2 separate regions of the Sus scrofa genome follow, and region 1 is linked to region 2. A link is a contact called in public HiChIP or PLAC-seq data. All regions are on one chromosome and are shown on one strand. Each heading gives the region's core, a stretch centred on a gene start, on an enhancer-like site or on the middle of the called end of the contact. The rest is flanking DNA. Distances are from core to core; before and after follow the strand shown.

Evidence for each region. HiChIP or PLAC-seq counts read pairs in DNA pulled down with a chosen protein or histone mark.
Region 1: a contact with region 2 is called in an H3K27ac HiChIP or PLAC-seq map of skeletal muscle, with 5 times the contacts expected there. The contact joins the enhancer-like site here to the promoter of NID1 in region 2. A contact is called at or near these places in 3 of 47 Hi-C or Micro-C datasets (embryonic fibroblasts, heart right ventricle and mesenteric adipose tissue) and 1 of 2 datasets of contacts at active chromatin or transcription factors (skeletal muscle).

Annotation. Positions count from the first base shown.
Region 1 is chr14:55,333,659-55,337,633 of Sscrofa11.1, forward strand. NID1 (nidogen-1) reads left to right here. Exons shown (of 20, transcript XM_021073758.1): 15 at 1,033-1,159. Among named protein-coding and RNA genes, the nearest start is that of NID1, 96 kb to the left of the region's middle. Within about 2 kb of position 2,648, at least 16 of the 83 cell types and tissues checked have an H3K27ac peak or open chromatin away from gene starts, as enhancers often do. A contact at or near this core is called in skeletal muscle, where this site is marked.
Region 2 is chr14:55,236,276-55,240,710 of Sscrofa11.1, forward strand. It overlaps NID1 (nidogen-1), which reads left to right and starts at 3,052. Exons shown (of 20, transcript XM_021073758.1): 1 at 3,052-3,701. The coding sequence starts at 3,477.

The DNA.
Region 1 (3,975 bases), core at 1,398-3,897, 97 kb after region 2:
ACAGGTAGAACCAAAAAATCCCATTCATTCTTAAATATCTTGTTTTTGTTACTATTATAAACATTACTTTAAAATTTGACTTTTTGCTGTTATGTAGAAATACAATTGTATATTGGCTTTGGATCCTGCAACCGTGCTAGATTCAGTTACTTGTTAAAATATTATTATAGAGTCTCCAGGATTCATTTCTACATAAATAATCGTAATGTCTTAAAGTGATTTTACCTCTTCCTTTCCAATATTTATATCTTTTATTTCTTTTTTATGATCTTCAAGTGGGCAAAGATTTCTTAGACAATATACAAAAAGCATTAGCCATAAAAGAAAAATAATAGGAGTTCCCTAGTGGCCTAATGGGTTAAGGATCCGGCATTGTCACTGCTGTGGCTTTCTTTGCTGTGTGGCACGAGTTCAATACCTGGACCAGGAACTTCCACATGCCACAAGGGCAACCTAAATAAATAAATAGACTTAAAAACTTGCTCCCAAAAACACCATGAAGAAAATCAAAAAGTGCTATGTACTGAGAGGAAATAAACATATACATAAACACACATACATACATGTGTATGACCAATGTTTTTATCTGAAATACATAAAGAACTCCTACAACTCAGTAATTTAACTGTAAAAATGGACAAAAGACTTGAAGACACTTCATTTATAAAGGTATCCAGGAGTTCCTGTTGTGGCTCAGCAGGTTAAGAATCCGACTAGTATTCGAGAAGATGCAGGTTTGATCCCTGGCCTCGCTCAGTGGGTAAAGGATCCTGGTGTTGACACACCCTGTGGCATAGGACACAGATGCAGCTCAGATCTGGTGTTGCTGTGGCTGTGGTGTAGGCCGGCAGCTGCAGCTCCCATTCGACCCCTAGCTTGGGAACTTCCATGTGCTGCAGGTGTGGCCATAAAAAGAGAGAGAGAGGAAAAAAAGGTATCCACATGCTTATAAGCACGTGAAAGATTCCCACCGTTACTCGTGATTCAGATGCTAGCAGGTGGCCCAGGCTCACTGCTGGTCTGCGCTTCCAGGATAAAGTCATCATCGGACTGGCCTTCGACTGTGTGGACCAGATGGTGTACTGGACCGACATCAGTGAGCCTTCCATTGGGAGAGCCAGTCTGCATGGTGGGGAGCCAACCACCATCCTTCGACAAGGTGGGCAAGCTAAGATCCTTCTTCCTTTTGGGTTTGGCTTCTGGCAGCCCAAGTGGCTTTGGGGAGGGAGTGGAGGGGTGTGGTATCTGGTTGCTTATGGGATATGATGATTGGAGCGGGCCTGGGATCTCAAACATCCCTCTTTCCAGCCTTCCCTGAAGAGTCCTGCAAGGACTCATCATTAAATCATGGACATCTCAGCTGGGATTTGTTGCCAGTCTTCAAAAAATAAAATTAAAAAGGGTAACTGTCCACGCCTATCTCTGAAAGCTCATGTAGCCAGTTTTAAGGAATAATAAAGGCCAAACTCAACCATCCAGAAGGGAAAGACATCTCTTCCTCTGGCTGCTGAGCCTAGAATTGATACTTTGAGTGTCTGCCTCAGGGGCTTCTCCATCGGGTGATAGGAGGGTCACAGGCATGCTGGCAAATACTGTCCATGAGAGTTGAGTCTGTTTCCAAGACAGTTTTCAGGTTGAAGTGTTGTCTCTTTGACCTGTAACATTATGATAAGTTGGGTCTCTTTACCCGCCATTGGACCTTGCTCAGATTGTCAGAGGCCTCCAGCAAATCAGGCTGAACTTTTACAGACATTTCTCAGTTTTCCGCTGCATCACTGTTGATCAAGTGCCTGACACTTTGGCACAGCCTCCCCCTCAACATTTCACCTCATTTCCTTAACTTAACATAAAGATGCTGACTTAAGCCAAGGACTCTGCCCAGCTCGGTTCCCTCATTGCCGTGGCTGTGGCTAGCGGCTGTAGCTCCAATTTGACCCCTATCCTGGGAACCTTTTTTAGTCAGCCCTAAAAAGCAAAAAATATATATATAAGCCTCTTTGGTATTTCTTTTTACTTGGGGCTGCATGTTGCTTCTCCAAATTTCTTTCTTTTTTTTCTTTTCTTTCTTTTTTTTTTTTTTTTTTTTGTAGGGCCACACCCAAGGCATACGGAGGTTCCCAGGCTAGGGGTCTAATCACAGCTTCAGCTGCCGGCCTACACCACAGCCACAGCAACGCCAGATCCTTAACCCACTGAGCGAGGCCAGGGATTGAACCTACAACCTCATGGCTCCTAGTCAGATTCATTTCTGCTGCACCACGACGAGAACTCCCCAAATTTCTAATTTAATGTTTCCCTAACACTTGATACTCTGGAAGGGTCCCTGTGCCTACAGAATGGCCCCTGGCGTGTGTTTTTCCTTCCTTGGCTTCTTGACAAGAGTTGATGCAGCAAGAATTAAGCTGAGGTTGAGTTAAGTATGTCTGACTTTGTCCAGAGACCTCTCTGGAGGCCAGTGTGCAGCTTAAGTCATGTCTGCCAGCTTTTATGGCTTGCTTTAAATGAACAGAAGTTTGATCATGCCTTTTTGCATCTTATCCCTCTTAAAAATATTGTTGCTTTTATCTGTGAGTTGACCTCAAAACCCAGTGGAGGAGGGTCATCGTTTGCTGTTTCCTGTTGCTTTTGGAACTGACAATCATCCACGAAAGCAGTCAGCACAGCAAGAAACATTCCAGGCCAGAGCCCACTGTGAAAACACAGTCTTAAATCAGCACGTGATCTTCATAAAAGAAAGATCACTAGGAGTAATTTTTTTTTAGTTTATAAAGAGAGGAAGAAACTTCCACTTCCATCTTCACCATGGTACATGTGGGTGCATTCCTAGCGTGTGAAAATGGCAGTGGGTGTCTTTTTCTTTTTCTTTTCTTCCTGATTTCATACGGTCTGAATCCTGGGCTTCTCTGTCTTGCCTTGAGTTCAAGTCCTCACCAAATTCCTTTAATGTGGATCATCATCTGTTTCCTTTCAACATGATCTGTTTGGAACATACTGTCCAGCTGTCTTCCCAGCTTGCCCTGACTCACAGCAGAGGATGAGGCTTTCCAGGCCTTTCCTTTGGCGCTGTAGCCCGTGAAGAAGCATTTCCCTGGTAGAGGGAGGAGGTACAGCTGCTCTCAGAGTTTGATGTCGGGGCCAGGGCTGATTATAAAGAGACAGGCAACATGGGATTCCTTCCAGGAACTTGGAAAGATGTTCTCATTGAACAGCCTCCTGGTGCCACTGTTCCGTGTGTGTCTGAGTAGCTAGTGCCTCTCTCACAAGATGTGCTCATTCCAAATACCTCGCAGAGTGATTCCTCCTGGTTGTGTCTGAAAGTTGGAAAGGGGCTTTGCAAGTCAGTCTCCCCATAAATTGGCCTCTAGGCACATGGGAATTTGTGTTTTTGGGGTCTTTTAGGGCCACACCTGTGGCATATGGAAGTTCCCAGGCTAGGGGTCAAATCAGAGCCACATCTAACTACACCACAGCCACAGCAACACAGAATCTGAGCCTCATCTGTGACTTGTACCACAGCTCATAGCAATGCCAGATCCTTAACCCACTGAGCGAGGCTGGGGTCGAACCCGTGTTCTCTTGGTACTAGTCAGGTTTGTTACTGCTGAGCCACAACGGGAACTCCCACTTAGGAAATATTTTAGCACTTTATAAATCTTTATTCTTGGTGGGGAATAATAAAGAATAATAAAGACCTTGTTCAACTGCTGTTTCTAATTCTCAATAAACTTCCTCTACTGGGGTCCTTCGTGGGGGCTTCGGCATTTCTGGCATTCGCAGTCATGATGGTGTTTGGAGTCCAGTGAAGGCCAGCGCAGAGAGGGCTGAGGATCAGGACTGCTTGTATGAAAGAGCACGGTGATAGTTTCCATGTTCCCCAGACCCCCGGGGCAGGGTCGCTCCATCCTCGGCTCTTCCCCTTCCTGATGTCAGTTCCAGCCCTGCTAGATGACCTTCAACTTCATCGTCAGTGGAGGG
Region 2 (4,435 bases), core at 1,802-4,301:
TGAATGAAAAAAAATGTAATCAAATATCATGTGATGAAGATGATCACAGTAAATATACTTGCAACTATAAATTCTAAAGGAGTGGCTGGCACCCAGCCCACATTGTCCTAGCAGGAGGCATAGCACCAGGCAACCTGTAGTAAGTACAGGGCTATAAATAGGAAATGACAGATTGTTTACAGTATATACTAAAGACAATACTAATGAAATTAGGAAACAGAAGCATATGTAAAAATAGAGCATGAACACTGTATATAAACAAGGGAGCAAATACATTTTGTGGATAGAAATCAAAGGAGAAAGTTCTCCTTCTACAGAAAAGCAGGAGGGGGAGTTCCCGTCATGGCTCAGTGATTAACCAATCCGACTAGAAACCATGAGTTTGCAGGTTTGATCCCTGGCCTTGCTCAGTGAGTTAAGGATCTGGCATTGCTGTGAGCTATGGTATAGGTCACAGACGCGGCTCAGATTTGGCATTGCTGTGGCTGTGGTGTAGGCCGGCAGCTACAGCTCTGATTAGACCCCTAGCCTGGGAACCTCCATATGCTGCGGTAGTGGCCCTAGAAAAGGCAAGAAAAAAAAAATGCAGGAGGGTTCGGTAGAAAGAACATTAGTTTGGTTCCAAATCCTGGCTCTTCCACTAACTGTGAAACCGGGTGCAAAAATTTTGCAAATCTCATTTCCCCTATCTTTGCTATAAAACTACCAGCTGTGCAATCGTTACTAGTATTAAATTCGCATCTACTGTTGCTATCCGTGTATGGGTTAAACATGCCACTATGTAATGTTGTGTCTGTCTAGAAAAGGGATTATGAGCTAATGATCTTTATATCTCGAATTCCTAATAGAGGGTCTGACTCAAAGTGGATTCTTAGTAAATGCGGAAATAGTGCAAATCATGAAAAATATACATTTAGAGAATAATGATTTTTTTGTTTTGTTTTGTTTGCTTTTTAGGGCTGCACCTGCGGTGTATGGAAGTTCCTAGGCTAGGGGCTGAATCTGAGCTGCAGCTGCTGGCCTATGCCACAGCAACGCCAGATCCAAGCTTCCTTTGCAACCTATACCACAGCTCATGGCAACTCAGGATCCTTAATCCACTGAGTGAGGCCAGGGATCAAACCCTAATGGATACTAGTCGGGTTCATTACCACTGAGCCACAACAGGAACTCCCAATAATGACAGCTTTACTACTAGCCAAGTACTTAACGTTGTGCTCAGCTCTGTGCTAGGAGTATTTCATGGATCGTCTTAATTCTCATAACAATCCTTTGACTGTAGAAAGGAACAGCCCTTGCAAATGAGGAGGTCATAGAAACCTGCCCAGGTTCACAGGGTGAGTAGTAAAAGCAGAGCCCAGGCCTCAGCCAGCCTGGACTCCAGGCTACTGTGAACAGGCTATGTGGGGAACTGCTCTTGCTTCTGCATTAGCTGAGTAAAGTTCCATGGACCAATAGGAGTTTCAGAAGCCATCTGAGTACTAAAAAGGCAGAGAATTCGTGAGAGGGGTGAGAGCATTCCAGGACAGGCAATGGCTTCTGAGATGGCTCTGCTGTCAAGCAGAGGGTAGGAAGGAGGGGAGTGTCTGGGTGCAGGCGGGAGGAAACTGGCTGAGCACACACTGGAGCCCTGGGAGCCATGCAGGTGAGCAGAGAGGAGCAGATGTGCCTCTGCAGGGAGTTCTCTCTGTGGAAAAGGGCAGAGCTGGAGCCCAGAAACTCAGAGACAGACAGTGCAGCAGCTGAGGATACTTAACCGCACGGACTAGAGTCAAGAAGTGCTTCTGGAGCTGAACGGAGGAGGCTCTGAGCGAAGCAGTTCTGGGAGAGAAATGAAGGAAAAGCCACCGGATTTTGCAGCAGATTGCAGGCAGCATTAGTCACTCTTTAACATCAAAAGAAAGAAATGTAGCAATACTGAGGCTACCATGTAGTGGCTAAGGTCATCTTAGAGCTGGACCACCCTGGGTCCCATGCAGGCTTCCAGCTATGTGACTGTAGCAAAGTGATTTAACCTCTCTGGGCCTCTCTGTCCCTCTTCTATAAATGGGGGATGGCTTTGTGATTGCAAAACGATGGTGCATTTCACTGGCTTTTTCTTCACATTTTCTCCTGGTTCAGGACTCCTGCTCCCTAAATATTATAGAGAATTTGCTATTATTAGAAAAATTATCCCAAACTGGGTCCCAGGCCCTTAATTTTAGCTGGTGAGAGGCAACGGAGGATACCCTGTTGATGCCTCCAAGTTAACAGGTCTGACATCAAACACCTATCCAAACTCTCAAAGTTGCAGCTCCCATTCCCCAACTTTAAAAGGCAGGAGAGGTTGTGCAATCCTCCAGGTTCAAAACTTTCCAGCCAGTTTAAACTTTCCTCCTTTCCCCTTCATTTCTTCCCAGTTTCCACCTTTTCTTTCCTCACTACTTTTTTTTCCCCTCTCAATGGTCCTCTGATGACCTCTGCCTCTTCTTTCAACCCACCGCTAAGTTAATGATCAACCCATTATTCAGGACACCACTTACATCACCTATCTTCCTTTGTCAAGAACACTCCCGCCAGTGTTAGAAGAGATCAGGTTCCTAGGTTTGATAGTAAAGGATTTACTTCAAACAGGACTCCTTCCCCCAAATTCTCAAGTGAGAGATGGCCCCTTGAATCCACCCAGAGCTCACGCCCTCCAGCTTCCAGAAAGTTCCTTCCCCAGACCCCTGGTGGAACTCTATCCCTTCCAGAAGACCTGGTTTGATTCCCATATCCCCAAAGTCGCTCTCCTGGACCAATTATTCCAGTCCTAATGGCACGTAGGGAGCACACCCCACATAACATTGAATAATGTCATACACTCAAGACTTTGTCTCTGCGTGTTGGCTCCTATTTCTGGCCGAACTTCCACTCAAGAGTTAAGAGAACGGATGGACGAGTAAATGGCCCTGCTCCCTTCTTGCTAATCCTCAGCACCCACTATCCCCTCTTCCTACCAGAGTCTGACCATGTGAGGGGAATCCGACCTCCGGACGCCGCCAAGCAGCGTGTCCCCGAATCCAGAGCATTTCCATGTTGCCGGGTCCCCATGACTTAGCCCAGACCCGAAGACAATGGTGAAGAGCTCAGCGCTCTGCTCCCACCTCCGGGAGGGGCCGTTCGATGGGAACTGGGTTAGTTTCAGGAACCGCGGCCACCAGTGCCCATTACCCCGCCGTGAACGAGGGCGCTTCAGCCACAACGGCGAGGGGATTCTGTGTCTCCCCTCGCCCTCCCCCTCACGGCCATTGGGTAGCCTCTGCTGCGCGCCCTGTGGACGGGGCGGGGCGCCTCTCCATCTCCCCTCGGTTCCCCTCCCCTCCCCTATTTCCCGGGGTGGGAACTTCGGGAGACCGGAGGCGTGGAGGGGTTGCTGAGGGGCGTCCGGTTACATCTCCGCCTTCCTCAGCCTCCGGCCGCCGACCCCTTGGTTTGCGGGACAGCAGTCCGGCAACATGTTGGCCGCAATCCGCTGGAGCCAGGCTGCGTGGACGCTGGCGCTGCTGCTGCAGCTGCTGCTGGCGGGGCCCGGGGGCTGCCTGAGCCACCAGGAGCTCTTTCCCTTCGGTCCGGGACACGGGGACCTGGAGCTGGAGGCCGGGGACGACCTCGTCTCCCCAGCCCTGGAGCTGAGCACAGCGCTCCGCTTCTTCGACAAATCCAACATCCACTCGATCTACGTGAGTGCGACCCCGGGCGGGAGGTGGGAGCAATCTGGGGGGAGAGCGTGGAAGGCTGAAGCGGCGTCGGAAGGAAGGCCCAGGCGGGCTGGGGGCGCCAACGAAGCCGGACGGACGTGGGCGTCGTGGGCGGGGACCGCGCGACCAGCTAGCCTCTGGGGCGCGGGGTGCGGCGCTCGGTTTCCAAGCCCCCGTGGGCTTTCCGCCTCCGCCGGGCCTCCGACGCCTCCCCGCAGCCTGTTCGCTGTCGCGAGAGGGGCACTCCGGTCTGGGGAGCTCGCCCCGTCGGCGCCACCCCGTGTGCGCCCTGTCTCACTCCAGGACCCCGCGACCCCACACTCTGGGACCCGGGCGGAATTTCCTCTCCCGCGGCTGTGGGCAGCTGCGCCCGCTGGGAAGCCCGTCCGCGTCTTGTCTTTGCCTTCTGCCTTTGAAGGAAAGGAGATGGTCTGGTTGGGACCAGGCGTGGGGCAAAGGCCAGAGCTAGGTCGCAGCTGGCGCGCGGGCCCTGGGACTCCAGTAGGTGCTGGGGCAGGAAAAGACCGCCAAAGCCGGCTCTCCGCCCCCGGGGAATTTAACCGACAGCCCGTGCATTTGTGTATGTGGACTCCGGATATGTCTTGGCAATGATTCTGCTCTCTGGTTGAGTTTTTTTTCACTCCAAAGTTCAGGGCTGGGAAAGCAGAGCGCCCTGGTGATCCAATTTCCTGTAGCCCAGCACTGTCACCATGGGG